Linked DNA regions of Mus musculus: regions 2 and 3 are each linked to region 1. The links are chromatin contacts, called in public HiChIP or PLAC-seq maps. All regions are on one chromosome and are shown on one strand. Each heading gives the region's core, a stretch centred on a gene start, on an enhancer-like site or on the middle of the called end of the contact. The rest is flanking DNA. Distances are from core to core; before and after follow the strand shown. Region 1 overlaps Robo2 (roundabout guidance receptor 2). Region 2 has its middle 200 kb from the start of Gm22163. Region 3 has its middle 28 kb from the start of Gm25699.

Evidence for each region. HiChIP or PLAC-seq counts read pairs in DNA pulled down with a chosen protein or histone mark.
Region 2: an H3K4me3 HiChIP or PLAC-seq map of embryonic basal ganglia shows a contact between it and region 1, with 4 times the contacts expected there. The contact joins two enhancer-like sites. A contact is called at or near these places in 1 of 484 Hi-C or Micro-C datasets (cortical neurons) and 3 of 115 datasets of contacts at active chromatin or transcription factors (embryonic basal ganglia, embryonic hindbrain and embryonic limb bud).
Region 3: an H3K4me3 HiChIP or PLAC-seq map of embryonic basal ganglia shows a contact between it and region 1, with 7 times the contacts expected there. The contact joins two enhancer-like sites. A contact is called at or near these places in 2 of 115 datasets of contacts at active chromatin or transcription factors (embryonic basal ganglia and embryonic limb bud).

The regions. Positions count from the first base shown.
Region 1 is chr16:74,394,140-74,398,966 of GRCm38.p6, reverse strand. All of the region lies in intron 1 of Robo2 (roundabout guidance receptor 2), which reads left to right. Among named protein-coding and RNA genes, the nearest start is that of Robo2, 15 kb to the left of the region's middle. Within about 2 kb of position 1,351, at least 29 of the 459 cell types and tissues checked have an H3K27ac peak or open chromatin away from gene starts, as enhancers often do. A contact at or near this core is called in embryonic basal ganglia, where this site is marked.
Region 2 is chr16:73,856,401-73,860,658 of GRCm38.p6, reverse strand. No RefSeq gene overlaps it. Among named protein-coding and RNA genes, the nearest start is that of Gm22163, 200 kb to the left of the region's middle. Within about 2 kb of position 1,703, at least 5 of the 459 cell types and tissues checked have an H3K27ac peak or open chromatin away from gene starts, as enhancers often do. A contact at or near this core is called in embryonic basal ganglia, where this site is marked.
Region 3 is chr16:73,448,864-73,453,359 of GRCm38.p6, reverse strand. No RefSeq gene overlaps it. Among named protein-coding and RNA genes, the nearest start is that of Gm25699, 28 kb to the right of the region's middle. Within about 2 kb of position 3,144, at least 4 of the 459 cell types and tissues checked have an H3K27ac peak or open chromatin away from gene starts, as enhancers often do. A contact at or near this core is called in embryonic basal ganglia, where this site is marked.

The DNA.
Region 1 (4,827 bases), core at 102-2,601:
TACTAATTAATTTTGTCCCCACCCCACCACAAAAACATAAAATTTGGAAAAAAAAAAAAGAACATTTCCTTTGGCAGTGACAAAATGACCTTTGCCACCGAAACTTTGTTTTTATCGTTAATTTTTAGAGATAGGCTCTCACTATTGAAGATGTCATGGAGCTACCTATATAGTTCAGGGTGGCCTCAAACTCACCGAAATCCACCTGCCTGCCAAGTCCTAAGAGTAAAGGGATGTGGCTCTGTGTGTGGTCTGCATATTTTTTCTCTTTACAATCTTAATTTTGGGTTGAAAACCAGCAATACAAAAACATTCAGGTTGTGCATGGCCCCTACACTTCCAAACATTGAAGCAGTCCTTTGGTCTCTTCTCCCCAAAGCATGGTCATTGTGTTTGGTGACATTGCAACTTTAAAATAAGATATACTCTCATGCTTCACTCTCATTGTGGTGATTTGAAAACTTGAGTGGTGTCAAATTTTAATGTATGACAGTAATATCTGAAATAATATATTTATAACATATGGGTACTTATTTGGCAGCAAATACAGATTTTTTCATTGGACTGTCTAGATTCATGGGTATAAAGTGGGAATAAAAGCAAGGCCTACCCCTGCTTTTAAATTTTTACAGGACACTCATAGTTTCAGAAGAAAAAATTCCAAGCTCAGAAGTCTTCTTGTATTTTGTGAGATTCTCACATCCATGTCAATGGTTTGTTAGAAATTTTGGAATTTTCTAGGCTTTTGTTGGCTTCTGTAATGTGTCTTCTTATGTTGAAATTAAATTCCAAGGTAGCCCAACTTTTCTCAAGATGTTATTTTTAAATCATTTTAACCAGGAACTGAACATAGCACACAAATAAGAGAGCCAGACAAATGCTTTTATAGGCTCATTTCTGGCGGATTCAATGCTAAGGTTTATAGTCAGGGATTGCTCCAGGAATGTATACATATTTTTTGCACTTGCAATGATCCAAGAACTGAACACATATATTCCTTGGAGGATGGAGGTTTTGAGCTATAAGAGGTCACTAAGAGGGTGCACTGAGAAATCAAAACTAAGCCTTTGAATCAATTGACTGGCCTAGCATTTGAAAGCCAGCTACATAGCAAGTAGACCAGCTGATATTTAGTTCGAGGGATTGTTCACATTCACATAAAACAAAATTATTTAGCATTTGCTGAATCCTTCTTGATAATCAATTTGGGATCAGATGCAAAAGAACATGTGTCTGCTTTGTACGAAGCCAAATTCTTCTGTTTTTCCCTTAGAGCAGAGGACATGCCTTCTTCCCTGGCTGATATCGGTTGCTAGGAGAAGTGCACTGGGTTGCTTGCTTCATATCCATCAGTAAAACTAAAGAGTGCATTGAGTGAGCGAAAAAGGCAGAACACAACAGAGGCCATGAATCATGACTTGACTCCAAAGTGTCCACTTTGGTCCCACTTTCTCTCTCCTTTTTTTCTTTTTTCCTGTGAAAACTTTTGTTTTTAGCAATGATGCTTTCTTTCAGCCATTATCCTTAATCCTTCTGGTGCCTGAGGGGAGGAGAACCACTAAAGGGTGGCTGTGCTGTTAAGAGTCCACTCAGAGCCATAATAAAAGCCTTGAGAGTTATTCATGGGCCACATGAGCAAGAATGCCCTTCTCAGTGAATAGCTTCAGTCAGCCACCATTGAGATGGAGTGATTAATACCTTCTGCTTTTAATGGGGGGAAAGGCAGGAAAGAAAGGTCTTCGTACTACTTTGACCATTTTGCAAATCAGATTTTATACATGTGTCCACACTTTTGACTACTAAGTGGCTAAATGTCCAATACCTGCGGTAGTCTTTTTCAAAGCTTAGTGTTTTATGAACTGTTAATTGTGACGACTGTCAAATGAAATAAAACAGTCAAAATATCCCCAGATGTACTATAAAAAAATTAGTCAGCCTATCTCACATCTTGGCAATGTTTGTCATGACACTGGAGTAAAAGTCTCTTCTTCGCTGTGGTGTTTAGGCAGATCTGCTTCACAATATCCAAATAGCAATTCAGTTTGTTTGATAAAGAAACTAATTACAGTGCTCTGGAGAGTTTAGAGAAACATGTAATGAGAGGGTGTTCTGGGTGGCAGGTGTTAGTTATCCCAGGGCACTTAGATTTAAAGTACTTGAGGTTTTCCTAGTTGTTACTTAGATGTATGTATGCAGAGTATACGTGAATATTTTAAATATGGGAGAGTTTTGCATAAATAATTGCAGAAGACCTTTAGAAGTCTCATCACGCCCTTTTCGACTTTTTTTAAATTACATAGCATATATAGCATAGTTCAGATAAAACATGCTTGAGGATTAAAACTCTTGGTAATCGACTGACTACGAAGCTGCTCTGCTTTGGGAAGCCTGCGAGCAAGACTCAGGTCATGCGATTTGGTGATTCCCCTGCTGCGTTTCAGCTTGATACTGTCATCTGTTAAAGCCACGAAACGAAGCTTCTGTGTTCCTTGAATATGTTTTCCTTACCCCTCATTTTTATTTTTGAAGTGGCCTGCTTTTCCAATCATGCTGGCCATTTCCCCATCCAGCAATCCGTGCTTTCATCTAACCGTGAGAACAAGCAACATTTAAAACACCCTCATGCCGCTTCTTAGAGCCTGTTTTTCACTCCGTAGAGGTGAAATATCTTGTTAAGAGGTGGTAATACCCAAGGGCAATCAGAGAGGAAAAAAACGTAACGATTTGATGAGTGATGTCTAGAGATCAGCTTTGAGCGAGGTCTGACTTAACATCTTTATTAGTGATATAAGGACAGAGCGACGGAGAAACTCTATTCCTGCACATTAGAAAACCATTGCTACCTCCCGCGCTCCTCCCAGAAACCATGCCTAATGACTTACTAAAATGTTGACAGGAAAGAAATAACTCTTCTTGCAGTAATAACCAGTGCCTTATTTAGTACATAAATGTAAACTAATTCTTCAGGGAGGCAATCAGAAATCTAGACATCCAAGTAGAGGGAGAAGCTTGAAAAGCAAAAACACTGAATGGGTCCCGGGGGAAATGGATACAAAAGTCACAGAGAGAATGCAAGTAGTCAGCTGCTGGGTCCCCATGTACAAGCCACAGGGTGGTATTGGTCAATTTCTGGAGTGTTGCATCAGATAACATGGTTTGAATGCAATGGAAATTCTCTTTTCCATCTCTATTCTATGGACAGAACCTGAGTGAGATTTTGTCAGATTAGACATTCGAGTTACTCTTGAGAGAGGCCCTTTAGGAAGTGATGTGTCAGCTGAAAACAGAGATGGTCACACTTACAGTTTCTCCACATCTTTGCCACTTCCGATGAATAATATTAACTAATGTGCACAAAGGAGCAACAATGTAACGATATTTGAAATATTTCACTAGCAACTCTTGAGGATGGTATTATCAGGATCCCTAGAAGCAATGAGTTATTCTTAGGTGAATGAACTTTGATGGCACTTATGGCTAGCTCAGACTGTAGGTGTTGCCTAGTGTAAGATTTTATTATTGAAGAAAAGGTCATGAAATATTGTGGGCTCCCTCTATATAGGCATGAGAATTGTAATTAGATGAACTAGTTGAGTCGAATCCAGAACATAATCCTTTTAGTGCCTTCCACATTAATGAGATCCGAGTAGATGAACATGACCCCTTTGGGGCTCTACAGTTTAAGAGAATGTGCAAAACTTGATAGCTTGTTCCACAGAGAACTGCAAATGGCAGATGTGTGGAAAATAATACCTCAGCAGAGCTACCTAACTTAGAGTCCCTTTTTATTCTATTTCCCTTCTGGTCCCCTTATTTTAAATGAATAGTTCCAGGAAGAGACTGCCCTATGGCAATTGTAAACTAGCCTATCTTTGGAAAATTTTCAGATATCCTAAAGGTATGGTATACAAACTGGTTTCTTATTGTTTTATAAACCTGCTGGTAACTGAGAGGACAGAAATAATGTAAAACTGACTGCTATCCCTCATCAACTCTCTGTGGCTTTTAAGGCCAGTCTCCAGGCACTTCCACTCATCAGTAAAATGAAAGTAATACAATAGATCCACATTGGAATTTCTCCATGAAGCCGGAATGGTATATCTATCTTTAACACAGTCAAACCTACTTCACTGTCATACTATTTAACTCTGCATTTTGGAGAAAAAGTGCACATAGATGAAATCATCCAAATACATCCAAATTAACAAGCAGGAAAACAATAAAATATTTCACTTACACAGAGCTAATGTGAATACTTGATGATTTTATTTTAGGTATCTCAAAATATCTTGTATGATTTGTGTATGTGTGTGTTAGCCTGTGTGCATGCTTACAGAAGCTGATAGTCAGGGGCTAGAAAGAAATATCATTTGTTCTTTATCATTCTTTACCCTATGCTTTTGAGGCAAGGTGTGAAAACGTGCTTGAGGCTGGGCTAGTGACCATCAAGATCCAACAATCTTTCTGATCCCATTCTTCTTCCTGTTAGCTTCTTCAGGATTTGTGTTCAAGTGTAGATGATTGTCTAGAGCCTTCTGCTGCTCCTTGCTTAGGAATCTCTCTAGCACTCAATGTGGCTTTTTGTAAAGCATTTAAATAGAGAAATGGATTCTTATCTCTTGGGTAGGTCAGTAAAATTGAATCATATATTTGATTATATACTTTAGGTCTTTTCATTAAAAGAAATAGAGGGAAAAAACGTCTAGAGTGAATGAAGTAAGTGACAGAATTGTGGGAAACTTCTTTAACCACCTTCCCCATTTCTTCCATCCTTTTAACAGATCTTAGTTCACTCCTATTAGATTCCATTGATTGAGATCTGTAGAT
Region 2 (4,258 bases), core at 454-2,953, 540 kb after region 1:
ATACATAAATACTATTCATTAGGAATAACCCTTGTTATTCATGCAATGGGTACACTAGTTCTGGAGAAAGGAGATGTATTACAGAGACTGGAAACAGGCTAACAAGAGGGACAAGACTGGAAGAGGGAAAGGATGACCAAGGCAGAAGAAGCATGTTTGTCGATCTGTTTATCCATTATATTACAGAATCATCTTTGATAAATAAAACAGGTAATGGATAAGAGATCAAAGGATGAGAGGTGTGGCGATCCATGGCTTTTGGTAGGTTTTGTACGAATACTTCATCGATGAAATGAGCCACACTTCACCTGGATATAGAAGGAGGATAAAGGAGCCCACAAATCAACACTCTCTTTTCATCCTAATAACTTAGTTCTTATTTTTATGAGAATATTGACTATGTCTTCCCCCAAATATAAGAGACTGTTAAATCACAAGTAATTAGAAAACAATTGATAATAAAAAGCTACCTGTTCTCTAGGTTGTAGCAGGGTATGTGTTTACAAAGACAAAACATATCTTGAAGAGAGAGCAAACATAGCCACTAAAAGCAACTCTACATGACAAATAATGAACAATACTGAACAATAATTGAGAAATCTATATTGGCAAATTTTACTAAAATATCTTTATTTATCTCCCCACAGATTTGTTTTTCCCAACAATTCAAATACCTTTTCTTTTGTCTTGCCATTTCTCTAAAACATTTGGTGTTCTTTGTTGAAGATACAGAAGTTGCTATTCTAAGTAAACTTCTAATAATTGCTTATTTTCTAAGTATCTTCTATGGGTATATGATGTGTGTGTGTTCCTATATTTGTATCTGCCTTTCATTTCTTTAGACAAGCACCATTTCCCTGAAGAACTTAAGGAACTGATTCTTTTTCTCTCAACATTAACTTATGTGATTGATCCATGCATGTTCATGCAATTGTTAATTTATTGAGGCCAATTTTTTTTTTCTCATCTCCAACTTCTGTTCTTAGCTCAGAACTTGGGAAGACGCCTCTCAATAAACAAGGAAAGCAAAGGTGATTGGGAAGAATGAAGTTAACCCTGGGCTTAGCACATCATCCATTGAGGGCAGCTGACTCTCTCTCCCAGGACACTACCTCTGTGGGCAAGTGACTTTGTGCCAAATAAACACAGAGTTTGAAAATGTAAACCATAGCCTTGGTACAGAATTAGCCCCATGTGACTGCCAAACATTAGCTCTCAGGGCCACATCTAGTCTTAAGGGAAGGAGTCAGGCCTCTATGTCTCAGCAATCTCTAATATTGTAAGAGTGTACCTGATTGCACAGAGGTGAAATGCAGCCAGGAATATTGATGTTTAACAATTCCATTAACAGAACTCTCATTAGGGTAAGGAGCTAAAAATGAATCCCACTATTCCTTAATAACCAGAAGAAAGAATCAGAAGTGAGTTTAATTTAATTTGACTTTAAGGAATTGCAGGGTTGTGCAGCAAGCTGTGAACAGTCTGCTTTAGAAAGGGCTGTGTGGTGTGTTCAAGCTGAGGAGAGAGAGAGAGAGAGAGAGAGAGAGAGAGAGAGAGAGAGAGAGAGAGAGAGAGAGAGAATATCTGTGTGTCTTCTGGGCATTTTGGATCAGTGTGCTCATTAGCAAAGCTTTCTCAGTGTGGCAGCTTTGCATTAGAGAAGGCTGCAAGGTCACACGCTGTAGAGTCTCAAAATACAACCCAGCAGAGCCATTCCAGAAACAGTTTGGGAGTTTCTCCTTGAACTCCAGTACTTTCTGTATTAGACTATTTACATTTGAAACACATTGTGTCAGTCAAGGGAAAGAAGATAGACATCAAGTGGCTTGAGGACCCTAATATACCACTTAGAAGCGAGCCACCAGCTGTGGCAGCTGAAGGATAAGAGAAGAATACAATCTTAAAAAAAAAAAAGTAAAATAAATAAATAAATAAAAAACCCTCTGAAACATAAAAGAAAAATTACAGTGTGCCTGGCTTGATTGTCTACTGTACAGAGGCAACTGACACGGACTAGAATCTGCGGCCTTGTAGCCCAAGAGCCTTCAAGATTATCTAAATTACTCAGGCTTGAAATGAGAAAACGTAGGCCTCGGCTTGTATGTAGACAGACACAAACACTTTGTTTTTTTGTCAATCAAACTTGAATACCGGTTCTCCCTGCAAACCAGTATCTTAAAACCGACCCAAAACAAGGTGACACGAAAAAAAAAAAAAAATAGAATCTTCTTTCTTGCTGAATATGGAGAGCTGAGATCTCTAATCATAATATTCATTAAAAAAGTATATTATGATATCCCTCATGATCCTAATATTATCAATATTGAAGCTCAGTACTGTTGTTTTGATGGCAGACAGTGGTGCTTGGAAGTTTGTAATCCTTAGGCAAAATTCTGATTTGCTGCTGTGTATGATCAAGTGTTGGTGGCAGAACATTCCCTGAGGAGATGATCTGCCCCTCTTGCTTTCAGCCTTCAGCTAAGAGAAACATGTCTGCCCCATCCATTAAAGGCTGTTGCCAGCTTTCCTAAAGAAATAAGAGAACAAAGCAGTTAATTTTGATTTTGACTAGGTGTGTGTCATTTATAAAATGAAAGTCCTCAGGCTTACAGGCATGTGCCTTTAATCTCGGTACCTGGGAGACATACAAAGAGGTTTCTGTGTGTTCAAGATGAGCCCGATGTCACAAGCAACTTACAAGACAGCCAGAAATCCACAGTAAGGCCAAAACTCAAAACAGATGAAAATTATTGGGGTAAAACCCCTCTCAAACATAAAAATGTAAAACTCCCAAAAAACATAAAAACAAAAACACCAACAATTTTTTTTTTTACAAGGCAGGGGCTCATAGTCCTCAAGCGGGCCCACCATGCCTCTCTGTGGGCTAAAAAGTGTGGGAACAACCTATTACACTCATTTCCTGAGTGTTGAAATGGCAACTTAGGCCAGGAAACAAATCCCAGGCTTCCTTTAGCATGCTAAGCACTCAACCAATTGAGCCACATTTCCAAACTTAAACTCTTATGTTGCATCTAAAACTTCCTCATTCATTGATCTACTTAAGTCCCACTTACTATGTAGAGCATTCTGCCTCCACACCCTACAGGAGGGCTTCAAAAATAGTATTTAAATGAGAGATATTTTGTTGAGTCGAATTCAAAGGTGTGGAGAGTTGGTAAATTAATCTTTGTGGAATGGTCCCAGAAATTCCACTGCTGGCAGGGCTACCAAGCATGCTTTTGTCCCTAGGGAGTGGAGTCACTCTCTAGGGACTAACAGATTCTGGGTCTTCCTATTTATAGGGTCAGAACTTCAAGAAGTGAGCCTTCATCTCTGTCAGGCAGAAGCATCAATAGATACATAGAGGTGCTTCCAGTTGAACACTCCATCACTGGCTTATGATTTAGAGTTTATTTTAATTGTAGAATCTATCCAAATGGTGTTAAGTGTGAGGTCCATAAGCAAACTATCTTGGTTTTTTTGTTTTGTTTTGTTTTTTAATCTTAATTCCTAGCTTTCTCTGATGTGTTCCTTATTTATCAATTTAGCCTTTACACCTTAGTTTCTTAATCAGTAAAAATAGGGAAAAATAATAAAGTACCCTTTTTGTATTTAAGAACGCCATCTACCGACATGACACAACTAATTCTTAAAGTTCTGCTTGAATGTATTTCAGCTTTGAAAGGAAAATTATGACCTACATGTGATGGTGAAAAGTCTCACCAAAACAATACTGTTCATCTTACTGCAGTATAACACACTGCAGCTCTAAAGTAACTATACACTATACATGAAAAGAAAACCCCATGTGTATTTACATTGATCTAGGGCTAGTCAGTGTTAGCCCAGATCAAACTCAGGGACTAGTAAAACAAACAAACAAACAAACAAACAAACAAACAAACAAAACTGGAATCATTGTAGGTCTATCCCAGAATTGCATGGGAAATAAGATAACACAAAACCACTGGTCCAGCAAAGATGAAGAAGACAGAGGAGTCAGGCCTTGTTCTCAAACAGCACCCCGGCCATTTCCACCATCTCCTCCCAGGTTCTTTTAAGTTCAGTGCAAAATAACGGAAGAAATTTGCTAAAATGTATCTTTCCTTTTTCAAATCACATTCATTAAGCTGTTCCACAGTAGTTCCAAGTCTGGGTTTATACCTCATTTTATTTCCTTAGTGTGAAGGAATTATTGCTATATATGGAGTTACTAAAGTTGTTGTCAGGGAGATTGATTAAAATTCTTGAACACTCC
Region 3 (4,496 bases), core at 1,895-4,394, 950 kb after region 1:
TGCAAGGAGACTGGCTTTCAACAGAACAAGCCCGAAGCTAACAAAGCCCCCAAAAGCTTGGACTCACAGTGGTCTCAATAGCACTCTTATCTCTTCCTGTGTTTCAAAGCAAGTCATAGAGTGGGACTACACTGCAAGGGAGGGAAATACTCTTTACCATTGAGTAGGAAAACAGGCATACTGCTAGTACTGCTGTAGAAATGGATGTACATTTGATGTCTGTTTTAAAAGACAGGCCTTCCACCTCATGTGGGGCTGACCTATGACAAAGTCATTGTAAAGACAATTGTATATATCGAAATGAAGAAGTATATTGGGACTAGAAAGATGCTCAGTGGTTAAGAGCACTTCCTAAATTGCCAGAGAATCTGAATTTGGTCTCCAGCACCTTCATGGTGGCTTTCATACCTACATACTCCAGACCCAGGGTATGAAAAGTCCTCTTTTGGTCTCCATCAGCACCGGGCATGCATGAAGTGCACATATATGCAAGCAAAGCACTTACACACATAAAATCAAAATAAAATCATTTTTTAAAAAATTGAAACATAAAGCATATGTAGTTAACAAACTTTCTTAACATTCCCCCCGCCCAATTATCCAGTAGAGTTACCTGCAAATGGTTTTCTTTTAAGCATTCAGCAAGTTTATCCTTGAGTCAGTAAACGACGAGAAGCACTAGTCTAGGTAATGGTATATCACCTTCTCCTACTCACTGGAGGGAGAATGAAGAAATTTAAGTATCAGGCATATTTATTCAAATATACCAGTTCAAATACTAATCTGTATGGATCAATCTGCCCTAATTGAAACTACACAAAGCACAATATTATCAACACCAAACATACTAAGTCTCTGTCACTAGAGTTTTGCATGAAAAGTTAATCACGTAAGCCTTAGTTCTTAAAGATCCTTAAAGGAAAAGTTGCTAGAAAATAAAGCTAATGAGGGTGTTTGTTGTTTTCTCCTTTGTTACAGTTCTTTTTGTTTTGGTTTTGTTTTTAACGGAATGTTGTCTTTTCCTAAGAAGGCTAAGAAGGTTGTGATCAATCAGGGCGATAAATTACCAGGATCAACTATCAAAAATACAGAAGTGAGGGAGTCCCTGTGTCTCCAAATGCCTAAGTAAATAAACTCACGCAATGGGACAGGGAATGTTATCACAAAATTTCAAGTGCTGGTGATGAATGTTCTGTTGGGCCACATCCCTGCTTACTTTCCCACAATGCTTCTGTCTCTGCAGGTAACAGTGGGATTTAAGATTCATTATATAACAAACACTTAGAAGATGTGAGATTGACAGTCAGATTTTTTTGAATATAGATCATACTACTTTATGTCCTTTGATTTAATGTGTGTAGTAGGTAGGGACTACAGATGGGCTATGGGTCTATTGGGGATGTGTCTGTCCATATAGTGTATATATGCATAATCCATCAACATAGTTATAATACAGAGGACATTTGTTCCCTTAAACCTAGGTGAATCTCATGAGAGTACTCAAAACTGATTATAGAATTTTTCAGAAAGATAATAAACCACACGTATTAAGTTCATCTCAGAATGCAAGTGAAAATATTTGAATATGTTTTAATTGAATTAGAAAATATGTTAAATCGGTAGCCATAATACTGCCTCCCATCCCTCATAGGGTCATGCCTTAATGCCTAGAAGCAGAGCACTTCTAAAATAGGGTTTCCTCATCTCCTTTCAGGAGAAACAGATCGGAACACATTTTCACCTTTTTGTGTCTCGAAATGCTGGTGAAGTATTCTAGTTTCTAATATGTGTGTTAGAGAAGAATTGTAGCTCCCAAGAATAGCTAGGAAAAAGAATTGAGGAAGTGGGAAGGGAGCATTTCAAAGAATATCTTGTTTCTCAGGCTCTTGCAGTCTTCTATTGTTCACAGAATATACTATGTCAGAGCACTATATCTATGTGTCCTTCTGAGCCCACACAGTGCCACCATACTAGAATTAACAAACCCTTCCACACCCTCCTGCCCCCATTACCATGGTGTCTCTTCCCCAGTCCTTTTCACAAAACTCACTTCCATCAAATTCTTTCATAATAAAGAAAAAAAAAATCTTTGTTTTGATGCTGTTGCATGGACGCTATTGCATGGGTTCTTTACAAAGCACACATGTGTTTAAAAACTTGGCATACAAGATGAATATCGGGGGGAAAATCAGTGTCCTATGAGATCCTTAAGCAAATTATAAAATGGGTGGTCTCTATTGAGTGCCCTCTCCCCAGCCTTCCTCCCAGGTCTGGAGGCAATGCTTTTTGAAGCTTTTTTATTTTTTTATTTTTTCCAACTTTGGCCATTATTTTCCCTGAAGATCCAACATTAGTCTCTCTAAAACAAAAGTGCTTATCAGTCCCCTTGTTTCTACAATTGATACCATGTAAGAAGAAAATAATTCAAATTCATTCACATTAAAGAATGACTGGCTGATAGGCTCAAATACCCCCATAATTATTTTTATTTTAAAACAAGGAGGTTATTAACCTAAATTGCACCCATTAGAGGAGCAGCTGGCATGCAGGGTGATGCTTCCGACGTTATATCTGTGTATGAGAAAGGAACCTTGTCACCCACTCTAATTCTAATTCATTTTTAGGTTATTAAAAAAGACCAGTTGGAATTAGAAAGGTTAAGTTACAACTTCTAAAAACATTTTAATATATGATTGTGCTTTCCATGGGAAATGAATGACTTTGAGTTAGGATGCCTTCTCATTATGCCTTGTTGGGAAGCATTGCATACCTAGTAAGGCAAGCTGATCCTGAAACTTTCCTTTGAACAAAATGATGGCAACACTAAATAAACAAAGATTTAATCACAGTTTTTTGAGTTTTTTTGGTTTTTGGTTTTTTTAAATAATACTTCCTTCATCCTATGTTTTAACAACGCCCATCACCTTGGAAATTGACTTTCCAAAAGAACGTTTCTGATTTGCTATGTTGAGAATGAAAAGAGAGATTTATGAGAAGGCCGACATTTGATCACTATGTTCATTTATTTTGTAAGGACAAATTCTAGCAAAGCCAGAACCAACTGTTAGGTACCCAAGAGTAGGCAGCTGCAGAAATTTACTTTACACGGAGTCAGTCTCGCACCACCAGTAAAAGGCCTTGGTTCTCACAGGAAGTTTAAGCCTGTCGCCTGGTCTGTGGTTTGCCTTTGAAATTGCACTTGCCGCTATGTCCTAAGTAAAATCAGACTGTAATTAAGGCAAGTATTCTGCCTACAAGAAAAGTAAGATCCAGTTACCAAAGGCAAGAACAATTTCTCCATTTTAATTGGCTGCATTAGCTATCCATCTACCATACGTGATGAAAGGGTACCAAATGAGGAAACCCGCTGTGGCAACTTCTGGTTATGGCTCCGGAAATTGCTGCTGCACTTACTTTAAATACAATTCCAAGCAGAGGGCAATTAATAAAAAGGATTGTGGCAGGAAAGCTTATTTTAAAATGGTACGATGAAATATGGGGCGGTACTGGCATTTCTGAGTGAGATGCTAGACTCACTGCAGAACTGGAAATGGCCTGCATCAAAGGAAACCTGACCAAAATTCAGCTCCGGTAACGAGTGGGTATAATGAGGGATCTAGTATTTCTACCATGCATTATTTGCCCATCAAGATGCGATGAGAGAAGGGATAGAGCAGGAGAGAGAGAGAGAGAGAGAGAGAGAGAGAGAGAGAGAGAGAGAGAGACAGAGAGAGAGAGAGAGAGCGCTAAGGAGAGAAAGAAGGGCATTAAAGGGACTAAAATCCATTTATATAAAGATATGAAGTTCTCAGTAATTTGTTTTGAAAGCATGCTTACTACTAAATAGCTGGAAGAAAAGCTTTAAGTTATGATTTGCATTATGATAGGGAACCTAGAGATGCATGAGATTTAAATTGAAACTATGAATGGCAGAATCATCCCATTAGGTTGATTAAATGGTTACAAAATCATTCCAAATTTGGGAACTACACTACTCTTACCTAAAAATAAGACATCTGACCCCTTGACTGCTGCAAAGGTTTCTAGAATGGATCGACTAACCTTTGGACATACCCACATCATAACTTTATGCCATATGTTTCAATGTTACCGTTTTAAAGCAAATTTTCTAGGTTGTCATTTGCATGAAGGAGACAGTAACACAGCCAAACACTTAGTCCAATTCTTAATACAGTCCAGATCCACATCCAGTTCTCTGTGGGGTAAGATTTAAGATTAGCCATTCATTTCAACATGTAAGATGAGAAGATACTGATATTCGACGCATGCATGTGGAAATAAATGAAAAAATAAGAGAGAGAATAGAATCACTCTACTTTTATGTAAAGTTTTCAGAGGACTGGTCCTGGTAACTGACTTTGGAACAGGCTACATTTGTCAAGTCGTAGCACGTGGCAAAGAATATTACATGGGTTAAGGTGGAAAGCGTCTTCTAGCTTGCTCTTAATAGAACACAGAGTGCACACCTCAAATTT